Regions from separate parts of the Mus musculus genome. Here region 1 is linked to region 2. Evidence: chromatin contacts called from public Hi-C data. All regions are on one chromosome and are shown on one strand. Each heading gives the region's core, a stretch centred on a gene start, on an enhancer-like site or on the middle of the called end of the contact. The rest is flanking DNA. Distances are from core to core; before and after follow the strand shown.

The links. A called contact is a pair of places that touch in the nucleus more often than the background predicts.
Region 1: a contact with region 2 is called in a Hi-C map of cerebellum, with 1.8 times the contacts expected there. The contact joins two enhancer-like sites. A contact is called at or near these places in 1 of 15 datasets of contacts at CTCF or cohesin (the NIH/3T3 cell line), 1 of 484 Hi-C or Micro-C datasets (cerebellum) and 1 of 9 other capture datasets (embryonic stem cells).

The regions. Positions count from the first base shown.
Region 1 is chr9:52,800,674-52,803,373 of GRCm38.p6, reverse strand. No RefSeq gene overlaps it. Among named protein-coding and RNA genes, the nearest start is that of Gm39339, 76 kb to the left of the region's middle. Within about 2 kb of position 1,318, at least 11 of the 459 cell types and tissues checked have an H3K27ac peak or open chromatin away from gene starts, as enhancers often do. A contact at or near this core is called in cerebellum, where this site is marked.
Region 2 is chr9:52,491,774-52,494,473 of GRCm38.p6, reverse strand. No RefSeq gene overlaps it. Among named protein-coding and RNA genes, the nearest start is that of Gm33125, 70 kb to the right of the region's middle. Within about 2 kb of position 1,328, at least 2 of the 459 cell types and tissues checked have an H3K27ac peak or open chromatin away from gene starts, as enhancers often do. A contact at or near this core is called in cerebellum, where this site is marked.

The DNA.
Region 1 (2,700 bases), core at 69-2,568, 310 kb before region 2:
AAAGAAACACATGCTTGAGCCGGGAGTCTAGTCGAAGCAGGAACTCAACTTTACCGCATCAGCCTCTTTGCTTATTTAAGTTCGGAACATAGGGAGGGGGAATTTTGGTGGGGTAAGATGACATAGGAGGTGGGGAAGGGTTACGGAGGGTATGGTGTGACAGACAGAGCCAATGGCATAGCTCTACATCAGCAACGGCAGGGCACAGAGGCAGAGCCCAAACAGGTCTTGCTGAGTCACCCCGATACGGAAGTGACTGAGACAGGTCTCAAAACTCGAGCCAGGCTTAGGCTCTCCCAGAAGGCCACAGAAACTCAAGGCCCAAAGCAAGGCCAAATCGGGCCCAACATTTCTTTGCTTCGTTTTCACCGCTATTTTCTCAGGCCATGGGTAATGCAACGCTCTTAACCCATAAGCAAAGAGTTTCTCCCATTTCAGGCTCCAAACCACCCTGGCAAGTCTTCCTAAGGAAACCATGCTGCCCCACAGAGGATGCTATCAGAGCTGAGCCTCTGGGCTAAAGCTGTTTTACCAGATGCTCTGTACTTGCGGGTGATGGCGAGAGACTTTGTGGACCCAGCTGTTCCAAACATAGCTCTTTGACTAATTGTCTGATGATCACTGCATTAGCCTCCATTACTGTTTGGTTGTATTTGGTGGTTTTGATGTTGGAGCTTCTGCAGGGCACCTCATGAAAAGGCCCACCGTGTCCTCTGGCTGCTAGACAGATGGTTTCTCTGGAATGGCTTATTCCTCTGTTCTTTGGTGATTTCTGGGTAGTGTACGCTAGTTAGCATTTTTTTAGTTTGCCATTTGCATTACTTACTATTTTCCAGTACTATTCTAGCTATGTCATTGACATATCTGATCATTTTTGTCACTGCAAATGAACCCAGGGTGAAAGAAGAGGCAGGGATGTGCGTTCACATTGTGATTTTGAGCACAGCACTTCTCCTTTTGTTATTTGTACTAACATTGGCTTTCCTCTGATGTGATATACTCTGTCTTTGGATTGAGTTTCATGTCTGTTGGCTTTGCATCTCTGTCCTGACTAGCATTCCCTCTGTGAGGCCACCTCAAGAAGAGTACCTCAGTTGGACATTAGTTAAATATTTGACGAATCTGAACAAATGCACTACCTTCCCCTAGGTCCTTTGTGTAATGTCATCAAAGTGATTTTCTTCAAGAATTTCCATGCCATTTCTCCCATGGACTGTCAGCTGATAGAGATAATTGGCCCCTGGAAAATGCTGGCCTCTTGCTAAGCTTTGGCTTTTCACTCCACAACTGCTGGGCCTCTTCTGACTTCCAACAATGACTGAGAGAGCAATTTAATGGCTCACAGATTTCTCTTGTAGTAATTCGATGAAGGCAGTGAGGTGGCAGAGAAGATCTCTTCAAATCACAAATTCTCAGAGGGCTTGGCTCAGCATCTAGTGATCTTAACGCTTGACGTGGGCTTGGCAGCAAAAACCTCGATGCAGAGATGCTCACTCACCAAGGAGATGCAAGCATCCTCATTCTGGTGGTTTTTCTCTGGTTTGAATGATAAATAACAACCTGGACCTCGGTGTGTATGAGACAGGAATCTGGCTTCTACAGGGAATGCAAGTGGAAAACAAAACTCTATAGAAACCATCTTTCCCAAGATGTAGCAAACTGAGCAGAGATGAAGACCACATCCTGCCAGGGAGGAAGATACTGCCCATGTTCTCCAGTCTCACTGTCAGACTGTTGAAAAAGTAGACCCCCCAAAATTAGAAATCCACAGGAGTCTTGGGCTAGAAGGAAGAGCCGGGGCCTTGGTACAAGCAAGAAGGGAAGAGAGTCTTCCAAAAGAAATATTACAGAGTTCTGAAAACTTGTCAGACTGCCTGGGTAGAGAGACAGGGGTCCAGGCAGTGATGGGTCATTGATGGATGAACCACCCCTTGACCAGCACTGCTTATCTAAAATGCCTCTCATCTTCTATTTAAATCTAAACCTTACATCAGCATCCAAATGTGGACATGTGGTAGGGATGGGGTTGTCAATGGGGCTTTTGTTTCTTATCTCACACTGAATATATCTTCTTTCTCTGATTTTTACTACTTCTTGTCCCTTTAATTGGATTATTGAGTACAGGTGGCCAGGCCTGGCTTGTTAAATACTGCCAGGCCCAGACTCGAACCCTAAAAACTTCGGGATCACCTGTGATTGGCTCGTGGCTGCACATGACCCTATCTACTGATGTAGACAGGATACCGAATGATGCCCTCCATATGCCTGTCCAGATCTAGTGAGGACTAACTCTGGTCAGCTTGGGCATGATCTGCAGAGTGAGTCTAGGGGAGCCAGGGTTAGCTTCACTTCTTTCCTTTAGATTGCTGCTCTGGGTTCTCAGTGTTCCATCTGAAAGACGTGTATCCCTCTCTGAATTCAAGCCTCTTCTGTGGCCAGTAAACAGGCCTCTCTAGCATAAATATGGGTGATAAGTGAGAGAGCCACTCTCCCAGCTCTGATCCCATGAGAGGAACTACTCTGAAGAAGGGTTTTGGATCAAGTAGGCCCTAGGGATCATGACTGGTTTACACTAGCATTTCCTCAGCCTAGATATCCACCCTCCCCCATACCCCTCCCCACACAATATTTGACAGATAGCAGTACTATTGGGCACCAACAGACCTTGCAAACTTGTCTTGCCAACTGCTCCTGCCAAAG
Region 2 (2,700 bases), core at 79-2,578:
ACAGAGACTGAGTGGATGGTGCCATGTCAGCTCAGCCCTGTGAGACAGAACTCAGACCCAGCCTGGTGGTCACTGAATGTAGGAATAAAGTTGTAAACAGGCACTGAGTGTTTTTATTAGTTCTTGAGACTTAGAATGCAGTTACATTCCTTTCCTCTCTCCAAATCCTCCTTACTCTCTTCTCTCTCTCTAAGTTCATGTCCTCTTTCTTCACTAATTGTATTGCATATATATATGTATATACATATATCTGTGTATATACATATACACACATATATGTGAGGATATATGGGAATATATACATATATGTGTGTACATATACCTCTATATATGTATATATGCATATGTACATATATACATGTGTGTATATATGTATATATATACATATATATGTGTATATATATATATACATATATATACACACACACAAATATAACCTGCTCACTCTGTATAATGTTACTTGTAATAGGACAGTTCAGTGGGAAATGGATGAAATGAAACCTAAACAAAATGGTCCAGAACTGAAAACCCACAAAGAATGAGGTGTTAGACCAGGAAACCCTCTTATTCTGGCACTATGACTATTTTTGGATTTGTCCTTTGATAACATTTGTACAGGAACAGTAGGTAACTAGAGTATAAAAATTGCAAGAAGAAATGTGTGTTCAGAAGAGAGAAAAGGAGATGGATGTTCCCAAAGAAAAAATATCAAGTGCAATCTGTGAGGTAGACCTGCGGACCCAGACAACTTAGCCCATGCAGTTTGTTTCCGATTGTTGCAATGTCTTTAACTTAAAGTCACAGCTTAGGAATGGGTTCTGGAGGAAAAAACTCCAAGTATGGAAGGCTGGGTCCTCATGGGAGCCAGGAGGGAGGCCTTCATGCCCCCACCTGGCTGAAAAGGAGAGCAAAGCCCTAACAGAACAAAATGTCTCAGGATCTAACTCCTCTAGTTAGAACTGTTGGCCCAAGGAAAAAGGCTGGCAGAGCCTGTCTCACTGAGCTGAAAATTTTTCCTCTCCTTCTCTGGGCCTATGCCTTCTGTCTTGTTCTGAATATGTCTGATGTCTGCAAAGGGTATTTGAGAGAGACTGGTTCCACAGCTTGATCTGGCTGGTGCCATTCCTCCTAGCAGGGCTGCGGTGTCAACTGTGGTAATTAAAGATGGAAGAAATGCCACTGGCAAGAGCAGATTGGAATAAAAGACTGATTGCCAGGCTTAGCAGGTTGCTTGCCTTTCTGGTGACAGGCTCTGTGGTGTCTGGGAATGTGGCCTGGTCTCCTGAGTACTGGCAGAAGAGAGCACAGATAAATAAATGACCCCTTCAGGGCAAATATATGCTCCACACTGCTGGTCATGAAGCACTGTCTAGCCATGTCTGGTGTCTCCCTGAATAGATAGCTCAGGATGCAATCTTGGCATTTGAAGGGAGCTAACAGCTGACAGCCTCGGCAAAGGAAAATGCTCTGTGTGACCAAGCAGAGCCTCCAGTGAGCTTCAAGGTGCTTCCCTCCCTCCCAGTTCAGCATCCTTGTCAAAGTGTCAACCAAAATGAGGAAAATTAAGAAGCAAAAAATCCAAAGATGATGACCTCCTGGTGGTCCGGAAAACATGAAACATTTCAAAGGAAAAGAAAATGCTTGAAAAGGATGTGAACACTGCTTTTGCACATGGGAAAGGGGGCGCATGCTCCAGCTGAACACACAGCCCCAGGGGGGCAGGAAGCAGGAGCCCTGTTCTCCTCTTACCATTAACACCACTTAAACCCGGGTCTGAACTCACCAGGAGGGGGGAGGACTCTTACTCCACATTAAACATTGCCTGGAGTAGCTTTTTATGATTTTTAATTTCAACAACATGAGAAATTGGCAACTCTTTATGGCTCCTCAGACCTCGGCACAGACTGCCAGAGACAGAAGCTCATTCCGATGTGTAATTTCTCTGAGAGTGAAGGTTTTCTTCTGCTTGAGGTTGGGGGCATTTACTTTGGCTCTTCCAGAGCCTTGCAAATAAGACAAAGGTCCTGGTGGAGACTTTCTCTATCACTGTCTTAAGGGATCTAGAGCTAACCAAACACGTCGTCCACGCTGTCATCTTTAAAATGCATAGATTAATTTGTTTATAGAACAAGGAAATTATAGAAAATATTTCTTTCAATTTTTTATTAGATATTTTATTCATTTACATTTCAAATGCTATCCCGAAAGTCCTCTATACCCTCCCCCTGCCCTGCTCCCCTACCCACCCACTCCCACTTCTTGGCCCTGGCATTCCCCTGTACTGGGGCATATAAAGTTTGCAAGACCAAGATATTGATTCACCCCAAACACAAACCTACCCTTACATAGAAGCTCAACTTTTTTGCCTTTCGGACCCTGGGACGCTGGTTTACTGTTCTGCATGGGGTTGGTTTAAAGAAAGAACAAATTAAGGAAGAAATAAAGCATTAAGTTTGAGATTTTATTTTCCGAATAGTAATCGGAGGCTAAATTTTATTACAAAATGTGTTGTCAGCGTGGATGATTGTACGTGGATGGCATGCAGAGCCTTTCCTCTTGCTGTTCCGATGAGAGGATTTGCTAATGGGAGCCGAAACCTATGAACAGCATTAACTAAGCTTGTAGCAGTGGCAGCTCATTCATAAGTACCTATGTATTAAAGTATTTAAGGCTTGAAAATGAATGCTCCCATTCCTAAGC